7 separate regions of the Mus musculus genome follow, and regions 1, 2, 3, 4, 5 and 7 are each linked to region 6. A link is a contact called in public Hi-C, HiCAR-type and promoter capture Hi-C data. All regions are on one chromosome and are shown on one strand. Each heading gives the region's core, a stretch centred on a gene start, on an enhancer-like site or on the middle of the called end of the contact. The rest is flanking DNA. Distances are from core to core; before and after follow the strand shown.

Region 1 (2,700 bases), core at 90-2,589, 2.3 Mb after region 6:
CCTACCGATATTCCAACCGTTGACACTTTTATATTTTCACTACATTTTATATTTTTATAGACTATTTTATATTAAGGTTTTTCTAGATCCTGTACAACTTTTATATAACAAGTTCTATTTTGTGTGCACGACTCCCCTGTATGTATTTATATCAACCCGAGCCTCCCAGATTGCAGGTCCCTCTTGTGCCACCTTTTCCTCTTAGCCTTGACTGTCCCTCTCCTCTGCTCACCCAGGTAGCCTCAGGGGCTACTTCTAGCCGTGATAACACCCGAACAGCAGTCACTGGTCAGCATGTACTTCTCTGGTGTTTGTTAGCTGTGGTCTGTTGATACAGGAAGTACTCTGGGCAGTACCCAGTCAGGTTACCACACTATGTTACCGCACAAACCCCTCTCCCTCAGTACAGTGGGTGTCCTGATGCAGCGACCTCTGGGTGGGTGGCTGGTCAGGAAAGTCCTCGAAGACAGAGGCTAGATGCAAGCCCGATGTATGAGGCTCTGCTCCTGTGGGCAACTAGGGGACTTGAGGGCACACTGCCAAATGACTGTCCTTTCATATCACAGCAGCTTCCCTGCTCATCCTTGAGTTAAATGTAGACTTGTAAAGGAAGAAATAAACTAATTTTTATTACATTCTGCCTCAAAAGGTAGGTGTAGTCATTTGTGACAGAAGCCTCTACGTGGTCTTGTGGTATGGGGTGTACATGAGGGCCTTCTCCAGTTTGCCAGCCTCATGATTCTTATGTGTCTTCTCTTGGTTCCACTGGAATGGGAGACAGGGTGCCCTTCTTGACACTGGTAGGCCTCAGTTGCCCTGAGTACCATGGGTGAACTATGGGCAGAGGCTGAAGTCATAAGTGAAATGCTGCCTGTTTCCAGACAGTTTACCCACCCCACACCTCCCCCCTTGGGAGATAGGCACCCTTTTGCACCAGCTGTGCATGCCCAGCCTGAGTCACGGCTTGTTTGCCTCCTGTCTGTGTGGACAGCTCAGGCCCAGCTGCCACGAGGGACTCCCCCAGACATCTCTGGAAAAAACCAAGAATGATTAGGACCAAATGTCTTTCCGACGGTGGGAGGGGGGGGTGGGAGGGGAGTTCAACCAGGGCTCTTCAGTGTAGGCCTAGACCTATTACACTGCTGCTGGTCTTTGGGAGACAGATTTATTCAGCAAGGCCAGGGGAGCTCCTAAGGCCACACAGCATTACTACAGTAATGGCAGAGGCCAGAGCTGGGTCACGGACCCTAGGGCTCCGCCACAGTGCCAGCCCCTGCTGTGTACGAGTCTTGGGCAAGGAAATGGCTCTGCTCCCATCTTTGTGAGGAGTTGCCATGGGAGTGGATTAGGCAAGGTTATAGGAAGCCATTACTCAGAGTGGATCCCTGGGGCCTCTTTGGGCCCACGGGGCTGTTGCAGGCACAAGTAAGCAACAAATCCAATAAGCTTCTCCACCCACAGCATGGTAGTGCCTGGACGCACACAAGCCACCAGGGACTTGCTCTCCTGAGTGACCTGATAGACTGCCTGACTTTGACCGAGCCATGTACCGGGAGCCCAGAATAGGAGGTAGGGGTTCAAGGTTTAAGAGCTATACTGAGCCTGTACCTCCTAGGTATGTACTCCTGGGCCAGTCCCTTCCCTCCACTGTGACCTTCTCACCTGTTTGACTTCAGGATGAGATGGCAGGAGCATATGGAACCCAGAGCTGGGTGAACATCTTGACCCCTGAGAGCGCCAACCCCCACTCCAGTCTCCCCACTCCTAGGTAGAGCAAGTCACAGGACAGGCGTAACACTGACTGGGTCCACCCCCCTGATGCCCTTTCATAGTCTCAGGGAGCGACTTCCAGTGTGCCCATGTTCTCAGTGGCCGAGTGCCTTCATGCTTCCACGTGCACCTCACTCTGGCAAATAAAATGGGACAGGTGCCCCCCTGGAACCTCAGGGCCTCAAACTTGGAGGAGGACCCATAATGCCATCCAGAAGACTCCTGAAGATGGCTCACAGCCAGAAGGAAAGGGCAGTCAGGGGCCTAGCCTGGGAGGAAGGCTTAGTTATTAATACCCTATCACTAACCAGGATCCTCTTCAAAGTACCTGCATGCCCAGCCGCTCTCAAGTAGCACATCTGAGCCTTACCTACTATCATGCCCCAGGTAGTCCCCATGGGAGACAGGACAGCTTGATGCATGAGTACACCTGCCTCTATTTCTGTGAAACACAGGTCTCTGAGGACCTTCATGGAAGATAGCAGGCAGAGGTGAAGAATGATCAGGGACATTGAACAGGACTCCCTGGATCTCTTGCCAACCTGTACCTCCTGCAAAGACCTTCCTGCTCATACCATGTAACCCTCTGGGGATACCGCTTCCCTAGAAGCCACCTCCACCGCCTTCAAGACCTTGCGTGTCTACATTAGGCTGCTTTTCATGGCCTCTGTGCTGGTTATGCTGATTTGCCCCCAAAGAAACAGAGAAGCTGCTGACTGCTCTGACTTCCAACAGGGGACAGGGTAGTAGCCATTTGACAAGAGGTGGGTAGGGCGGGGTCACATTGGAGAGTCTCCAGATCCAAAGACAAGGCCAAACCACTCTGAAAGGGTAGATACTCATTTATGTAAAATAATAACAAATGTGCAAACTGTTAGAATAAAAAAATACCTTTTCTGAAAGGAAAGGGGGTCCCCAGCCTGCCACCGT
Region 2 (2,700 bases), core at 141-2,640, 2.1 Mb before region 6:
TTTTCTCAGTTAAAGGGGAAAGGCCCCTTGTGGGTGGGACCACCTCTGGGCTGGTAGTCTTGGGTTCTATAAGAGAGCAGGCTGAGCAAGCCAGGGAAGGCAAGCCAGTAAAGAACATCCCTCCATGGCCTCTGCATCAGCTCCTGCTTTCTGACCTGCTTGAGTTCCAGTCCTGACTTCTTTTGGTGATGAACAGCAGTATGGAAGTGTAAGCCGAATAAACCCTTTCCTCCTCAACTTGCTTCTTGGTCATGATGTTTGTGCAGGAATAGAAACCCTGACTAAGACAATGTTAAAGTTGGAAAGCGGACTGACTGACTCTATTGCCTCCCTTTGGATCCCTTTCCTCCTAGCCAGACTGCCTTCTCTGGCCTCGGTGGGAGAAGAAGTGCTTAGTCCTATTGTGACTTCATGAGCCAGGAAGGATTGGTACCCATGGGGACTTTTCCTTCACAAAGGAGAAGTGGAGTTGTGGTAATGGTGAGAAGGAGGTGTGAAGGTGTAGAACTGGGAGGAAAGGAGGGAGATAGGGTTGCAATAGTGATGTAAAGTTAATAATTAATAAATTAGTAAATTAAGGGGAAAAGAAATAAAAAAACAAATGTTCTGTTAAAATTCCTAAAACCATACTTCTGCAAGTACCCGGACTGCTGGTTTGATTTCTGTACTTTCATCTCAAGCTTTTGTTATTCTTTTGCTTTGCTTCTTTATGATATCCACCATTATGTATCTCCTTTTCTGCTTCCATTTTTCAGTCTTTATTCTGTTATGTTTGAAGCATCATTTAATTCTAGAAAACAATTAAACATCTTACTGGCCCCTTTTGATTTCATATATATATCATATATATGTATTCCATATATATATGATTATATATATATATATATAGTCCCTTCACTAAAAGTTAATATTGGGCCATAAAAACTTCAATCCTGATTGATAATAGAACACAGAAAATATTAAGTGAAAATGCTTTATTCCAAGTGACATTGCCACTTACTCTTTAAGAGTATTAAAGAATTACCTTAATTCCCTCATGGTGGAAAAAAAGGCCATTAAGCTTCTGTAATGAAGGAAATATATATTTATAATGGAGCAAATGGCACTGTGCCTTTGTCTGAAGCAATCTCGATGTCCAATAAAGAAAAGCCATATTCAAATGTGGTGCCTCTGAACACCAGATATTATAAGAATTCCTAGTCAGCAGGATGTCTTGCCAAAAGCACTCCACAAATTGATTTAGGCTGTCTCACTAAATTGTGGCTCATTCAAAATCTTCCTCCAGTATGAAAATCAGCACCTGGTCAATTCCAGTCCAGACCTTGGCATCCAGTCATGTCTCCCCCGGGGTTCTGCATTGCATGCAGAGCATGCGCACTGCTTCTGGGAGCATGCCCACTGCTGGGGCTCATGTGCTCCCTCCTGCCTCCCGCTTTCCTGTGTGAGCCATAGCTTCACCCTCTGTTTGGTTACTGTTTTCTTTCTCCATTGCTTGTTCAGTTTCTATATAATCATTCCTTTTTGCTCTGACCCTTTATTTCTGCCTCCACCTATTTTTTCCCTGGGTAACCCTCTTTGATACCAATTGACAGTCTAAGTTTGTTTTTTTTTTTTTTTTTTACTTTCCAGAGGTTTCTGTTGCCATAGTGATGTTTCATGATTATCATGCCCATGACAACTTCCCGTGGCACTCTGGTTGCTATAACAATACCAATCAGTAGAGAAATCTGTGGGAACTTGTGACAAAGATGCTAGTTCACACCTCTGTGAGAGGCAGTTTGCTGGGAGACGCTTCATATTTAATAGTTGTTCATAGCACACACACACACACAAAAGAGAGTGCACAAATAAGGGCAACTCATTTTTCCTGGATTAAAACATTATGATACTAAGGCTTGTGTTTCACATCTTGAAAAGAATTCCTCCCTTTGTCTAGGCTTTTGTCTGGTCTTTCTTCCTACTTAAAAATCTTTGATAGAAATATAATCTATAATTTAAGAAAGAGAGCTGTTATAGGTATAACTCATCTCCAAATTTATATATCAAAATCCCAAACCGAAACATGACTGGCTGCTTCTGGAAATAATGTTTTTGAAGTGTAGTTACAGTGAATGAGCTTGTGAGTGTGAGGCCCTAATCTTATAGGATTAGTGTCCTTATAAGAGGGCATAGCAAGAAGAGGGGGAGCAACGGGAGCAGAGATCAAGGGAGGGTTCTGAAAGGAGGGGACAATTTAAAGTACATTATACACATCTGTTAAAACTGCAGAGCAAAACTTATTATTTTGTATAATTAATCTATATGCCAATAAAAACATTTTAAGATGACAGAGCAAGAAGGTAAGTCAGGAGGAAGAATGCTTTCACCAGGAATCGCACCATTTGGCACCTTAATCATATACTTCCGTTCCTCCAGAGCTGCAAGAAAATTAACTTGCCTCATTTAAGCCGCTTGGACTGTGGTGTTTGTTATAATAGCACAAGGCGATTACCATAAATCTCAATACTACTTAACATTCATAACTTCTGCTAGATCCTTTTGATTTTAAAGATGTAAATTTCTAGAGATATAGCCAAATAAAAACCACAGTATTACACTTGTACGTTGTTTGTCTCTGAATGCTAGATAGACCAGGAGGGACAGTGTGATACCACATATTACATGGTGTGAGTTGTTGTTACAGCTTGCTTAGTCTAGAGA
Region 3 (2,700 bases), core at 133-2,632, 2.3 Mb after region 6:
TGTACTCATCCTTCCTTCGCCTGGAATGCTGTTCCCCTCCTCAGTCTCTAGTTACCGTTCCCCCTCCCATCTGACGTAGGTCTCTGCTCACTTCTTAAGATCTGCCTCCTCTGACCAACCTACAAAAGTAGCTTACCTTCATCTTCCTTTACAAACTCCATCCTTTTACTATGTTTTGTTTTGTTAAGCACTTAAAAACACCTTGTGAGGTTGTTCTGAGGGTTCAAATAAGTTGATACAGGAAGTACTAGGAAGCTGGGTGGGGCTAGCACATTCCTGTAATCCTACCACTTGGGAGGTGGAGGCAGGAAGATATCCAAGGCTCAGTGCCAGCCCAGGCTATGTGGAGAGAGCTTGTCTCAGTCCTACATTCCCGACACCCTCAAGTAATCACTGGCAAGTGATGTCTTATAGTTAGGGTCTCTATTGCTGTAATAAAGAACCATGACCAAAAGGCAGGAACCTGGAAGCAGGAACTATGGAGGACTGCTCCACACAGCTTGCCCTCTTATGACTCGCCCGTCACTGTTTCCCCAGCCTGCTTTCTTACTTCATCCAGGACCACCTGCTCAGGGGTGGCACGGTCCACAGTGGGCTGGACCCTCCCACATCAATCATCAATCAAGAAAATGCCTCCCAGACTTGCCAGCTTCCCCCCCCCCCCAATTAAAATTCCTTTTTCCCAAAGGACTATAGCTTGGGTCAAGACAACAAAACACTACCAGCACAGTGGTATTTTAAGCAACCATCCTTATTTCCAGGTCATAAGGGCATTTGTGCAGCAAAACAACTTCTATTTGTTTGCCTTTTAAAATGTGTGAATTATTGTTGTGCTTTATTAGAATATAATCTCCATGAGGCTAGGAAGTCACTGCCAAGTCTCCAGTGTGTGAATCCTACACAGAACGCCCTCCATAAATTTTTTTTCATTCAGTGAACAAACCAGGATGTAGAGAGGCAGTACATACTTTGGCTTCCATTCACAAACTCTACAAATATTTACCGAACACCCACTCTGTACCAGGCAACAGGCGCTCTCATTTTCGTAGTATGAGCCTATGACTGGCTGGACACGGATTTTAAAATCAAAGCTTATTCGGAGTTCAGGGCAGTGTTAAGTAGACTTTCCTTAGTTTTTTTTTAGAAACCCACTCGTGGAATCCACGCTCGCATAAAGAAACAGAACTTTTTCTCCCGGGATAGGGCGGACCTTGAATGCCCAAAAAAACAACTAGTAGAGGACGGGTGGAGCTAGCCTGGATCGCTAAAGAACCCAGGCTACCCACGCTGCGGGGGCGCGGCGGGGGCGGGACTACAAGTCCCAGGCTGCTCAGCGCGCCACGGCCCTGCGGAGGGCGCGGCGCGGGGAGGTGGGCGCTGCGGCGGCGGCCCGGAGGAGCGCGGGGCGGGAGCGCGGGCGCGGGCGCCGGCGGCAGGCCATGCCGGGGGCCGGGGACGGCGTGGAGGAGAGCTGCAGTGGTGGTGAGGGAGCGGTACCGGGAACAGGCTCGGAGGCTGGGGCGGTGGCGGGACGGGAGCCCTCGCGGCTGTGCGGCTACCTGCAGAAGCTGTCGGGCAAGGGCCCGTTGCGCGGCTACCGCAGCCGCTGGTTCGTGTTTGACTCGCGCCGCTGCTACCTCTACTACTTCAAGAGTCCCCAGGACGCTCTGCCGCTCGGCCACCTGGACATCGCCGACGCCTGCTTCAGCTACCAGGGCCGCGATGAGGCTGCGGAGCCCGGAGCAGATCCGCCCACACACTTCCAGGTGCACAGCGCCGGTGCAGTCACCGTGCTCAAGGTGGGACGATCGCGCCCCGGTGCCCACTCGTGTCCCGTCAGCAGATTTCCCCCTCCACCTTCCTTCCTTGTCCCAAAGGCCTCCTCCTGTCCTGCCCAAGCCTCTCTTTGCCACTGCCTACTCTGATTCCTTCCTCATTCTTATCTTTTTTTGCCCTTTACCTGTGCTTGGACTATGAGGCTGAGTCAGGGTTGGGGGTTACACAGCTAATCTTTTGACACTTTGACCCATTATCTCCCGATACGCCTTTCCTCGCTTCCCTCCTGTGTCCACGCTCACCATTCCTTGGATGCTGTGGGAGACCCTCCCACAGTTGCAGGCTTCCACCCTCCATCCCTGCCTAATTTATAACTCCTCCTGTGACCTTGGGTCCTCTGAAAGACCCCTCTGTGCTTCAGCTGCCTGCTCTGTAAAGTGGGGACAACAGTATTGGGATTAAGTGGTTTCCACTCTCAAGTGTTTAGTAAATATGGTACATTGAGTGCTATAGCCAGAGGCAAGTGATACCAGGGCCCCGGGAACTAATTTGCCACAGCCCCCTCTAGAGAGGTCGGGGTACTCCAGCAGTGCCCACTCTTGCTTCTTGGAAAAGGTGGGAGGGGTTGCTTCAGCTTATGGGAGGCTTCCTTAGGCTTCCCCAGAGAGATTTGAGTATTGGAGGCTTGGCAATGGTCACCAGTCCCGGGGCAGCATTTCCCTGTTGCTGAGAGTTCTAAAGGCCAGGACCTTGACATCTCCTAGGAATGGTCCTGTTTGGAGCACCCAAGGGCCTGGACCCCTGGCCTAGGGCTGGGCTGCCTCTCACTCTGGGCCTTGCTCCCCGCTTGGTTCCCTGAGTCTCCACCCTCCTTTTTCTGGCTTCTCTTCCGTCTTGCAAGCTGGGCTTTCTCCAGAGCCACAG
Region 4 (2,700 bases), core at 166-2,665, 2.4 Mb after region 6:
CAAGTGATGGGATTAAAGGCATGTGCCACCACTGCCTGGCTGCTGTCCTGATTTTGAATCAATGATGAAAATGTTCACTCTTATACCTAGCTTCTTCTGCACAACATACTTCTGTTGATTTAAAATCAGAGAGTGGAAATAACATGTGTGGCAAGGATGTGGGAAAACAGGTATCCTCAACTTGCTGGTTGAAATGTAACCTGAGAAAACTTTTCACAAAGTAGTTTAAAGTACATCAGAACCAGGTTTGGTGGTGCATACCTCTAAATCCAGCACTTGGGAGGCAGAGGCAGGTAAATGTTTGAGTTTTGGCTAGCCTGGTCTACAGAGCTAGTTCCAGGACAGCCAGGGCTACACAGAGAAACTTGGTCTCAAAAAAAAAAAAAAAAAAAAAAATAACTGAAAAAAAAATAGAGACAGAGTTTCAGGAGCTAGACACTGTGAGTTCATGGTCCTCTCAGTCTATATAGCCAGTTCCAGGCAAGCCAGGGTTAAATATATTTAGTAAGACTCTGTTGAAAAGAGAAAAGGCTTTGACATAAAGGTTTGCCTAGGATAATTAGGTAGCTACAAAGTGTGGAAGGGCTTCAAATATCAGGGTGACTGTTTTCTGACTTATCTCCCTAATTAACAGCTCTGATCCTTTGTGTGCAATTCATGTAATTTAGTGGGTACAGGGGTACAGTGTTATTTCACAGCAGAGTACATTAAGGAGTTTTTGAACATAGGAACAATGTGAAGAGAGGTTTTGTTGTTGTTGTGGGTTGGGTTTTTTTTTTTTTGAGTATACATCCAATACTACCCCAAAGAAATAAGATGGCAAAAGATGGTACAAAGGGGTTAAGTATGGAACCTTGACTTTGACAGCAATCCAGGTTTGCCCCCTTTAGTGAGACTAAGTACTTCAAGAGTCAGAAGCTGCAATCTACAAATAGTCATGGGAACCGGACCCCCACCCCCTCCCAACCCCCAACTCCCTCAAACAGGGCATGGCTTTCTAGACACCGAAGCTTCTGGAGAGGATCACCTTCTCACTCGCATCTAGCTTCATTTCTGGCTTCCAGCGCTCTCCTAGGCCAAGTCCTGGTGATGCCGTGGAACTCAGGCTGCAGAGACAGTCCTGTCCTCAGGCCACTTCAACACCCCACCACATTTACCTGGCTTCATTTCCTATCTAAGCATCTGCCCCCCTTGAGTTTTTCCCATCCTTTCGTCACTAGCTAGTGATTTACTTATTCCTTCCTCTTTGTCACCTACAGAAAATAAAAATCTGGGTTTTAACAAGCCTCTGGGGTCTGGATACTTAGAGGGCTGGGGTTGGGGACAGGGGCGGTGGTGGATCGCGGGCGTGGGGGGGGGGCAATTGTCTCCCACTCCCCTCCCCCACCCTGCTGGCGTCATCCGAGGTCGAACTACCAATCCCGGCATGCCTCTGGGCGGCACGGGCGCAGGCTTGTGTGCGTAGCGGTTAGCCGTTGGCTGAGGCGGCGGCTGCGCGGGTCGCGGTGCTGTGAGGTCAGGCGGCGCTGGCAAATCGCGCCCAGGATGTAGAGCTGGCTGTGGCCGACGGCGCGTCTGACGCTGAGTTGGGTGGGGTAGAGAGTAGGGGGCGGTAGTCGGGGGTGGTGGGAGAAGGAGGAGGCGGCGAATCACTTATAAATGGCGCCCAAGCAGGACCCTAAGCCGAAATTCCAGGAGGGTGAGTGTGCCGCTTTGGGGAGAGGCATCTAACGGTGCACGGGAGAGAGGCTGACTCAGGGCGCTGGAGGTTTGGGGGTCGGGGTCGGCGGGGCTTGCGGCCGGGGGAAACCGTGCAGGCCTTGCTTTGTAAGGGGGAAAGGCGCACTGCGGAGGGTAATCTCAGTGCGTCATCCGCGACAGTGCTCGGTGGCGCGAAAGCGAGCCCCCGGCCACGGCCAGGGCCGAGGGCATCTCCGTGCGTGTGGCAGAGCCTCGGCGCTTGTTTGTTTGTTTTTCCGAGAGCGGAGAAAGTCTATTGAAGGGAGGTGCCCGGCGGGCGGGTGAGCGATGGCGACGGCGACGGTTGGGAGGTGATGTGGCGTGGGGGAGGGGAGCAGCGGCAGCGCATCCTCCCCGCTTAGCTCTCGGCCGCGGGCCGCGCGGGCGACTGTGGGCCGAAGGTTCGAGGCTGTTGGACAAACGAGCGGCTCTGTCTCGGCGTTGTGTGGAGTTCTGCTGTTGGGAGGACAGGGGATGGGGGGTGGGCTGTGCGCCCCGCGGCGGGAGAACTGCGTTGTAAGATGGCCGCGGCAAGATGGCCGCGCCATCATGGCTGCCGGCGTCTCGCAGCTTACACGCAGCTTCGGGCCAGATGCAGCGCCCCCTGGCACGGCGATCACGCGCAGACCAGTTCCTCCTCTTGCCTCTGAGTGATGGGTGGGGACAGAAAAAAAAATAAAACTGGAGCCGCCCGAGCGAGTTCCTAGGCTTGCTGTTGCCTGAGGGCATCGTTTTGCTGTTTTTGGAGCTGTGCGCCAGGGCCCTTTAAGTACTCTGTGCTCTGCCGAGCGGTTCTCGTGGAAACAGTTTTTAGTTCCTCCTTAGGGCGTTTCCATCTTGAGATGCATGGCCTCTTTGTCATTTTTAAATACAGTAGTTGCTTGACTGGTTGTAGTAGTATTCGATTTTAATGGCGATTTGAAAGCTAACGCTTATTAGTTGGCTTTGACTGAGAACGTT
Region 5 (2,700 bases), core at 126-2,625, 2.1 Mb before region 6:
AGCTCATCTTAATAAACTAGATAAACCAGGCTAGTCTGTACAAACTCCATAATCACATTTTATTAAACTTCCCAAAAATGATGGATGCCATGGTAACTTGCACAGAAAGAGCATCACTTTGGGAGGTTAAACCTTAAATTAAAACCTTTTTTCCCCTCTGTAGTTTAAAGAATTGGGTGTTCTTACTTATACATATTATTCCAGCACCCAGGAGGTTGAAGCAGGAAGATCACTGTGAGTCTGAGGCCAACCTTGTCTATAGAGTGAGACCTGTCTAAAATGAGAGAGAGAGAAAGGGGGAGAGAGAGGGAGAGAGAGAGGGAGAGAGAGAGGAGAGAGAGGGAGAGGGAGAGAGAGAGAGAGAGAGAGAGAGAGAGAGAGAGAGAGAGAGAGAGAGAGAAGTGTGTGTGTGGTGTGAGAACACAAATAAGTATTATAAACAAGACCATATTAAATCAGGCTAAGCAATGGAAAATGTTAAATAGGAAATTCTTGGTTTAACACTTTTATTATCAGAAGCTAAAATAGTGTTCACAGGATGAAAAAGGATTTGGACACAATTATTCCCATTACAAGGGTGGGGTCTGTTTCTACGAGTATTTCTTCTTGAAAATAGTTGAAAGGGTATTTCCTCCATGCAGTCTGAAGCCATTCCCTTAACTTTGCCTGGCTCCTCTGGCTGCCTGTGGAAGAGGCTGCGCTGACTGACTGCATTGCCACCACAACCTACTACCATGACTAGCGCTCCATGACTCCCCGCATGACAAAGGACTGCAGCTGTCAACAGACTCACATACTGTGCTGCCTCAGAGCCTGTCACTGTGACAGCTGCTCTGTGGTCAGGCGGAATTTCTGCCGCTCCTCTGGAAAGAGGTTAGCATCCCTAACACTGCGGCACCTCTCGCTGAGCTAATGACACTTCAATCAGCATGTTCCCCTCACTTTCTGCACTTTGCCATCTGAGCACAAGTCTCTAATTACTACGCCCAGGCAACAAGTTACACATCTACCCCACCATTTACACACTCACCATACACCATCGCCCCTCCAGTCTCATGCAAGAAGCGGAATCGGTGATTTTTAAATAACCAGATTGTTAAAATGGTAAGGATGAGCAAAAAATTAAACGCGAGTAGCTCCACTGCTCCCTGGTGTTGAAAATGATCTTCATCCTTCCCTGACGTAAACCGAAGCTGCCCAGCCATTCTCCACTCGACCGACTGTGATGCTCAGAGAAATCCCTGGACAAGGGATGAGCCCTTAGATGAGGGTTGCCTAGGATAGACTGGCGCCCACAGAATTTCAGAATAAACGCTGCTACTTTGTTGCTACTTCGCAAGCAATTCAGATGGCTTAGCATTCAGACCGGCTTCTCGTTACAACTTCCTGTTTCTCTCTTAAAGCAGCCCCGTCTCTTTTCAAACTCCAGAGGGTGGTTTCATCATAAAAGATTCTGTCTTTAAATGATTCACTCTGGAAAGAGATCTTCCACACTGGTCAAATCTGCCAGCAAGATGCTGATGTCCAGACTCGTGGCCCTCCTGTTTCCAGCATGATTTCTTAGTCTGTATGCAACTGGCAAATTGTACATTGATAGTAAGACAGTTCAACCCGGCACATCAATAGTTTTCAGATTCAAAAGGGCAAGTCCAGACCCTTAACTTCACCTACTCAGGTTTCTCCCCTCCCACCACAGCCTCCCAGGGGAGGATTGACAGGTATGATTTCACAGGACTATTTCTGAAGTTGAGAGGCACAGATCCAGTGCACGATTCTCTGACTTTTTATAATTGCCGGTCAACTAAAATAATCAAAAAGAAAAGTCTAGCCCCAGTCCTTTAACGGTGCTATTTAAATTTGTTGAAGAAAAAAAGGAAGAGAGATAGAGAAGGTGGAGGATGGAGGGAAGAAGGGAGGGAGGGAGAAAAGGGAGAGGGAGGTGTTTAAGACTGGTACCTCCAGTTCTTCTGCTTCCTAGGCAAACATCAAGATTTCCTTGTCTTTACCAATCAGTCACCATGCAGCCAGGTCTGCTGTGGAGACCCCCACATCTCACCACATGGTAAAATGGACGAGTGTTAATGTCTGGCTTCTATTCTGATAGAATTAGAATTCCATTTCTGTATTGTAAGGCACCCTGAAAAAAATATGACACTAAAGGCTTTGAGACAAACACATAATAATATTATGGTCTTACAGACCTGTAACTCTAGCGTTCAGGAAGCTGAGGCAAGAGGATCGCTGTGAATTCAAGGTCTCCCTGAGCTACATAGACACTGGAAGGTAACTACCCATCGGAAAGCTAATTTCCCACTCTGGGAGAGCATCAAGCACTCCAGTGCCTCAGCCTCTTTGCTTATGCAACTCCGAGCTGGAGTTGGTTTTCTCTGTGTGCTTGGCTCAGCAGGGGGCATCTGTGTGCACAGCAGATGTTTTTACCCATGGTCCCTTTTGGCACGCATCTCTGTGATGACTAATACTGGAGTTGTCTTGAAGCCTGTCAGCTATTGCTTGCAAGCATTTGCCAGCAGCCTCACCTTCCGTATTCAAAAACCCACAGGTGAGTCGTTAGATTTACAAGATAATGCAAATTCAAAAACGAGAGAACTTCCTGGTTTTGCTGCTTTTAAGGCAGACTTGCTCTTCGATTGTCTTACCACATCTCTTTCCCTCTTCCTGTGAAGAGACCCAGGAAGTGGG
Region 6 (2,700 bases), core at 84-2,583:
GAGGTGGCATAAAATAGACAGAAGCTGAAGCCAAACTCTAAAATTAGCAAATCCTGGCGGTTATTTTTACTTATCAATAAAAGCTTTTGGTGTTTTAACAAAGACCGTTTTCAGAGTAAAGTCTTATATTCTGTCTCTATTCTCATTTATCTGTGTGATTTTTCTAGTACTATGCTGAAAGAAATACCTTTGATATGAGATAAAAGTTACTTCAAAATCAGAATACTCATACAGGTTCAGATTTCCCTGTGACTGCAGCCAACAAAGCGAGCACTGTTCCACAGAACCAGGTGCTTCTGAGTCCTTAAGTTTCACCTATTGCGCCATGAGAAAGACAAAAACCGATGGTTACAGGGTCCAACTGGACTTGTGCCAAGTGTTACCCTCTGAATTGGAATTCCAAGGTAGAAATGTTTGCTCCTCGCCTTAGTTTCCAGAGGAAAAGAATCTAATTAGTTACTATAGAATGCAAAATTAGCGCATCCACCCACTCATCACCAGAGTGCATCGGGTCATTTAAACGCAAGGCTCAGTTCCAGGGAGCTGAGCCCAGGGCCCAGAAGTAGAAAGGACCAAAGAACTCCCCTGCGCGATACAGCAGCGCTGCAAGTCCCGTTGAGACAAATAGGCGGCGGGGCTCTCCTCTGGCTGAACCCAGAAAGTTTTGTTCACACGAACTTGCCTCCAACTACTAGCTTTAGCTCAGCTTCCGAACACCGGCCAGGGCCAGGGCTCAGGGACGCCCCAAAGTGTAACGGAAGGAGGAGTGGGTGGGAGCACACTGGGTCCGATCGTAGCCGGGTCCCGAGCGCTGCGTGTAGACAGAGGCAGGATGGCAAGCTGCTTCCCGGGGCGCAGGAAAGGAGGTCCCTGCCAATCTCAAAGCAGGGAGCCCCGCGGCTAGGTCCCGCAGGGATGGAGCAAGCAAAGAGGAAACATGCCCAGTTCTCTCTAGACCGCCGGTGGAAACCAGCAAGCAGAGCTCACCTGCAGGGATGCGCCCGGGCGTCTCCTCCGCCACGCCCAGGCCGGCCGCCCAGGAGAGCAGGGCGAGCATGGGCATCAGCCGCCCCGGCCTCGCTCCGCGGTCCCCCATCCGCCCCTGAACCCGGGAGCCGAAGGCCTGTGGCGAGGACTTCTCGCGAGACGCTGAGACCCCGAAGAGCGCAGGACCAGACGTGAGCCCGGGGCTGGAGCGGAGGGCGGACTGGGAGGACTGCGTGGGTACCGAAGAGCACGGAGAGGATTGAGCGGACTTCGGCGGAGTCCGAGCGCAAGGAGCGGACGACGGAACCGGAGGCGCCCGCGGCGCGGGCTTAAGAGCAGCCAAGGAGGGCGGGGCCAGGGCCGGGGGCGGGGCGCTGCTCCGGGACCCCGCGTCCCGGGCTATCCCGGCTGCACCCCCACCCTCCGAGTCGCCTACGCCTACGTGCACCGCCTCACGCCGGGGCTCCAGGGAGCTTGCTTGTGGAACGTGCGCCCCTCTGCTCTCCCGGGGTTCCAGAAGCTTCCTCGGCACGCCCTGGCTAGACCTTCTTTCTCTACTGAACCCGGCGCTCCCGGAGGTGAGTGGTGACTGCGAGGGCTTCAGTCTGCTTGGCTGAGTAGGCGCTTGTCACACTCCCAGCTGTTCCTTCTGAACTTCGCCATCACCGTGTCAAGGAAGGCCATGCTTTGATTTTAGTCTGTAAACAGAAACTTTTCATTGTCCGGTGAACATCTCTGCCGCTGCTGGTGCCAGGAGAGCCATAGACTCTTTCCAGTAATGAAGCTTGTAAACCCGACGGAGTCCAAGCCCAGCTTGGGCAACCTGAGGCTGTGCTTTAACAAGATCGCCCTGCCAGGCACATGGAAAATTACTTCCGAAGATGTAGAGGAGCCATTCCTGGTCTCCTGGGAGCTACCTCCACTGCTTTGGGTTTTGATTAGTATGTCTATGCAAAGTCATTTGTCCTCTGGTTTTTACACTTTTAGTCCCAGGATTTAAACTGAGTTGTGCAGGGGTGAAAGTTTTGACAACTTTGTCTCACACACTCCGTGTATGCTTAAAAATGAAGAAAGAATCAAATTGACCGCGTTCAAGAAGCTCGTAGTTAAATCTTCCTGCAATGGGAGGAGAAAGGAAATACTCGTTCTAAGTCTGATTTTTTAAAGTTAAAATTACTCAAAGTTTATGATCACAGGTTTTGTAAAATTGGCATAAATTCAAGAGGAATACTAGCTAGCAGATTGAAAGCAGGTGGGAAAATGTGTAAATATTAGGAGTGTGACATTTAAAGGAAAAAATAATCATGAGACTGAGCCAGTCCTTGCTGTTTTGAAGGTCTTGGTGTGTCTGTCCTCCTCCCTCTTTTTAATAAAGGAAAATTGGGGAAACTTCAGACATGAGTAGAAATAGTCAAAGAAATGGAAACTGTGATTGCAGAAGAATGGAGTAAGGAAGAATGAAGTGAAACTTTTTTTTCTCTGAAGAGGGTCAGCTAAGAAGTGGATTCTTTTACAGTGTGGGTGGCAGGTGCAGCGTCATGAATCCAAGCAGGGGCAAGTAGAATCAGCCCTCAGAAGAAGGGCTGGTCATTTGGCTAAATATGTTTCCAGAAATCCAGACTTGGGCCTGCCAAGTTCCTTGAACTTGATTTCTTGCTTCCCCGAACCTCTGGAGTCTTCAACTTGCCTGGCTAGTGATGGAATTTCCATGTA
Region 7 (2,700 bases), core at 106-2,605, 2.9 Mb before region 6:
AACTGAAACAAAACAAAACAAAAATCCCAAACCAAACTGAAACAAAACCAAACCAGTTAAAGCCATAAAACAATTGAATTAAGTCATTTTTTTTTCAACAATCCCTGTACCCAGAAGATTCTGTACAATACCCTGAAAAAAAAAAAAGTCGTCAATGGCAACGCTTTAAATTTAGGAGGGTCATCAGCCGAGGTGGGCTGCTCCAGGTAGACTATGATAATTTTGCAGTAATTATGTTTTACTTGTAAAAGCTTCTGAGAGACGGGGGGCAATCAGTCTCCCAGTGATCAGTAGTTCACCTCCGGACCGCAATGACTCATCTTTCTGCCCTTCTAGGTGGAAACTGGAGTACAATCTTTCCTATGTGCCCTCTAACCTCCACCCATCCTGTAGCTGTCCCATTTTACAATGGAAGTTTATTCCCTCATCAGCGAAAGAAAAGTATACAAACCAACGCAGACCAAACTAAAAAGTAACTTTCAACGTCCAAAAACGTTTTCCTTTGCGATCAAGTTCTTTGATCTCATCTCTTCCTCTTTAAAGTCAATGGACTCACTATCACACCACAAATTTAAACAAAGCGCCCTCCCCTCCCCCCAGCAGCCCTGTCTCAGAGGGTGTCAGCAGAGGTGGAAACTCCACAAGCCTAGAACATCTGCCGGGCAGGAGGTGGGGGTGGGATCATCGAAACCTTGTGGCCTTGTCCAAATCCAGGACACTCGGAAAGGTTGCGGAGAGGCATACTCTGAAGCCTCTTCAGTGACCCCGGGCCCAGAAAGATTTATTACTTCCTCCTTGAGGGAGAAACCACAAACCCGCTGGAATGGGCTAGCACCAGGGCCAAGGCTTCAGAACTGGGTTCCCGCTGCACACAGCGCTGTTGGGCGGTGCTGCTCGCGTCCTAGGAGGGGACACCAGTGCTGACCGCTGGGGATGAAAGGAGCGTACGTCCGGGGTATTTCTGCTCAAACTTTTATCACCAACTCTTCTCCAGAGCGAATCCTGGGAGCCGAGTCGTGCAGCTACAGAGAACCCAAGTCTCCGGCTGTGCGGGCGAGCTGGGAATCAGGCGCCGGCGCCGCGCCCCGGGCGCACCTAGAGCTCTGTTCTGCTACTAACGGCTGGAGGCCCTAGCAGCGCCTCCTTGAACCGGGTCGCATCTCCAGCCCCTAAGGAGGTGGCGGCGGGAGTCTGGAGCTGCGAGGAGGGCGGGTGTGGGACAGGCAGAGGAGGAGGGGAGCACGGCGAAGGGGAGGAGCCGGGGCGACAGACGGCGGCGCGCACCAACCCCGAGCGGGCTGGCAGGAGCCGCGCAGAGGCCGGCCCGAGCGCGTTGCAGGCGCCCGGCGTAGGGGGAGTCGGGTAGCAGCATCCTCCCGGGCGCCGCTTTAGTGCGGCCGCGGCGGGGGCTTCCTCTGCCTCGGGACCTCGTAGGGCAGAAGCCGCTGGTGACGCGGGGGTGGGGGGTCCCGCTCTTTTGCCTTCAGCTAGGTGTACAGAGTCCTGGGCCAGTCCGCGGCCACGGAGCGCCGGGGCTCGCCTGAGCCGCCCGCCAGGACATCCTCCGGGTGATGGAAGAAGCAGCCGCCGCTGCGGGGCCGCGCTGCACCCTATCCGCGGCCGCCGGAGGGATGGGAAGGTTCGCTACGTGGAGGCCAAGAGAGAGCGATGGAGAGCAGAACAGCCTGGAGCTGGGGCGTATGTAAGCCACCCCCCACTGTCGCCTCCTGCCTGCTTCGTGCCCCAGAGCCTGGAGGGAAGCAGCGGTCCCGAGAGACCTAAGGAGACGTCGCTGGAGCCGGGACGCGCCGCGCTCGGTGGAGCGCAGAGCTGGGCTCCGGGCCCGGTGAAAGTTTCCCCTCCCGGGGTGCAGGGCGCCCGCTGCTGGAAAACTCTGCCTAGGGCTAGGGCAGCGGAGTCTCGCGGCTCCCTCGAAGGCTTGGGGACCCCTAGCAGAAGAGAACCGGAGAGAAACCGAGGAGAGTGCTAGCCGGACAGTCCGCCGGTCGGGGATCTGGGGACGCTCCGAGGCGCACCCTCCGCTCCAGGTGAGTGGAGGAGCCCGCAGACTAGAGGGTGGGCGTTACTCAGGCGGAGGAGGCATCTGGACCGGAGACTGGGCTCACCCATTCACTCCGCTTCCCCTCGCAGGTCCTTCTCGGAGCCGCTGCCATGGGAGAGCCAGCCCTGGGCGCCGGGGACCAGCAGCCTCTGCCGCCGCGCCCGCCTCGGATCGGCGGCCCCAGTCCCGGCGCCCGCAGCCGGCCTGCAGCGTCCCCCTCCTGGGCTGCAGGGCCGCCTCCGCCGCGCCGCCGGCCCCGGCTGTGCCTGTGATGAGCCGCAGCTCGCCGCGAGCTCTGCCCCCCGGTGCGCTTCCCCGGCCGCTGCCGGCCGCGCCTGCCGCCGTGCAGCGGGCCCTGCTCCCGCCGTGGCCCCGGCGCGCAGGACGCCGCTGGCCTGCGTCCCCGCTCGGGATGAAGGTATTTCGCAGGAAGGCGCTGGTGCTGTGCGCGGGCTATGCACTGCTACTGGTGCTCACGATGCTCAACCTCTTGGACTACAAGTGGCATAAAGAGCCGCTGCAGCAGTGCAACCCCGACGGGCCTCTGGGTGCCGCGGTAGGGGCGGCCGGGGCCGGCTGGGGACGGCCGGGGTCGCCTCCTGCAGCGCCACCCCGCGCTCACTCTCGCATGGACCCCC

The links. Promoter capture Hi-C pulls out the DNA fragments that hold promoters and counts their contacts. Hi-C and Micro-C count contacts between places; a contact is called where the count stands out from the background. HiCAR-type assays count read pairs that join an accessible place to other places.
Region 1: a contact with region 6 is called in a Hi-C map of myocytes, with 4 times the contacts expected there. The contact joins the enhancer-like site here to the promoter of Plod2 in region 6. A contact is called at or near these places in 1 of 484 Hi-C or Micro-C datasets (myocytes) and 2 of 115 datasets of contacts at active chromatin or transcription factors (astrocytes and large pre-B cells).
Region 2: a promoter capture Hi-C map of hippocampal neurons shows a contact between it and region 6, with 8 times the contacts expected there. The contact joins the enhancer-like site here to the promoter of Plod2 in region 6. A contact is called at or near these places in 4 of 39 promoter capture datasets (cranial neural crest, hippocampal neurons, liver and 1 more), 1 of 484 Hi-C or Micro-C datasets (myocytes) and 2 of 115 datasets of contacts at active chromatin or transcription factors (embryonic forebrain and forebrain).
Region 3: a promoter capture Hi-C map of second pharyngeal arch cranial neural crest shows a contact between it and region 6. The contact joins the promoter of Tbc1d2b here to the promoter of Plod2 in region 6. A contact is called at or near these places in 4 of 39 promoter capture datasets (the 3T3-L1 cell line, cranial neural crest, hippocampal neurons and 1 more) and 2 of 115 datasets of contacts at active chromatin or transcription factors (astrocytes and fibro-adipogenic progenitors).
Region 4: a contact with region 6 is called in a HiCAR-type map of astrocytes, with 4 times the contacts expected there. The contact joins the promoter of Morf4l1 here to the promoter of Plod2 in region 6. A contact is called at or near these places in 4 of 39 promoter capture datasets (embryonic stem cells, hippocampal neurons, second pharyngeal arch cranial neural crest and 1 more) and 1 of 115 datasets of contacts at active chromatin or transcription factors (astrocytes).
Region 5: a promoter capture Hi-C map of pre-B cells shows a contact between it and region 6, with 6 times the contacts expected there. The contact joins the promoter of Slc9a9 here to the promoter of Plod2 in region 6. A contact is called at or near these places in 11 of 39 promoter capture datasets (the 3T3-L1 cell line, 3T3-L1-derived adipocytes, cranial neural crest and 7 more), 1 of 484 Hi-C or Micro-C datasets (muscle stem cells), 3 of 115 datasets of contacts at active chromatin or transcription factors (astrocytes, fibro-adipogenic progenitors and stem cell-derived neural progenitor cells) and 2 of 9 other capture datasets (adipose tissue and liver).
Region 7: a HiCAR-type map of astrocytes shows a contact between it and region 6, with 10 times the contacts expected there. The contact joins the promoter of Chst2 here to the promoter of Plod2 in region 6. A contact is called at or near these places in 11 of 39 promoter capture datasets (the 3T3-L1 cell line, cranial neural crest, embryonic stem cells and 6 more), 2 of 484 Hi-C or Micro-C datasets (both in embryonic stem cells) and 2 of 115 datasets of contacts at active chromatin or transcription factors (astrocytes and embryonic forebrain).

The regions. Positions count from the first base shown.
Region 1 is chr9:90,199,995-90,202,694 of GRCm38.p6, reverse strand. It overlaps Tbc1d2b (TBC1 domain family, member 2B), which reads left to right. Exons shown (of 13, transcript NM_194334.2): 13 at 1-648. It overlaps Adamts7 (a disintegrin-like and metallopeptidase (reprolysin type) with thrombospondin type 1 motif, 7), which reads right to left. Exons shown (of 24, transcript NM_001326351.1): 24 at 2,593-2,700. Among named protein-coding and RNA genes, the nearest start is that of Adamts7, 38 kb to the right of the region's middle. Within about 2 kb of position 1,339, at least 46 of the 459 cell types and tissues checked have an H3K27ac peak or open chromatin away from gene starts, as enhancers often do. A contact at or near this core is called in myocytes, where this site is marked.
Region 2 is chr9:94,609,776-94,612,475 of GRCm38.p6, reverse strand. No RefSeq gene overlaps it. Among named protein-coding and RNA genes, the nearest start is that of Gm39404, 26 kb to the right of the region's middle. Within about 2 kb of position 1,390, at least 29 of the 459 cell types and tissues checked have an H3K27ac peak or open chromatin away from gene starts, as enhancers often do. A contact at or near this core is called in hippocampal neurons, where this site is marked.
Region 3 is chr9:90,269,451-90,272,150 of GRCm38.p6, reverse strand. It overlaps Tbc1d2b (TBC1 domain family, member 2B), which reads left to right and starts at 1,382. Exons shown (of 13, transcript NM_194334.2): 1 at 1,382-1,799. The coding sequence starts at 1,440.
Region 4 is chr9:90,113,535-90,116,234 of GRCm38.p6, reverse strand. It overlaps Morf4l1 (mortality factor 4 like 1), which reads left to right and starts at 1,415. Exons shown (of 12, transcript NM_024431.3): 1 at 1,415-1,699. The coding sequence starts at 1,660.
Region 5 is chr9:94,668,567-94,671,266 of GRCm38.p6, reverse strand. Slc9a9 (solute carrier family 9 (sodium/hydrogen exchanger), member 9) reads right to left here and starts at 1,375. Exons shown (of 16, transcript NM_177909.5): 1 at 1,031-1,375. The coding sequence starts at 1,205.
Region 6 is chr9:92,540,856-92,543,555 of GRCm38.p6, reverse strand. It overlaps Plod2 (procollagen lysine, 2-oxoglutarate 5-dioxygenase 2), which reads right to left and starts at 1,333. Exons shown (of 19, transcript NM_011961.3): 1 at 988-1,333. The coding sequence starts at 1,096. B430319G15Rik (RIKEN cDNA B430319G15 gene) reads left to right here and starts at 687. Exons shown (of 1, transcript NR_029474.1): 1 at 687-2,700.
Region 7 is chr9:95,405,925-95,408,624 of GRCm38.p6, reverse strand. Chst2 (carbohydrate sulfotransferase 2) reads left to right here and starts at 1,355. Exons shown (of 2, transcript NM_018763.2): 1 at 1,355-2,048; 2 at 2,152-2,700. The coding sequence starts at 2,334.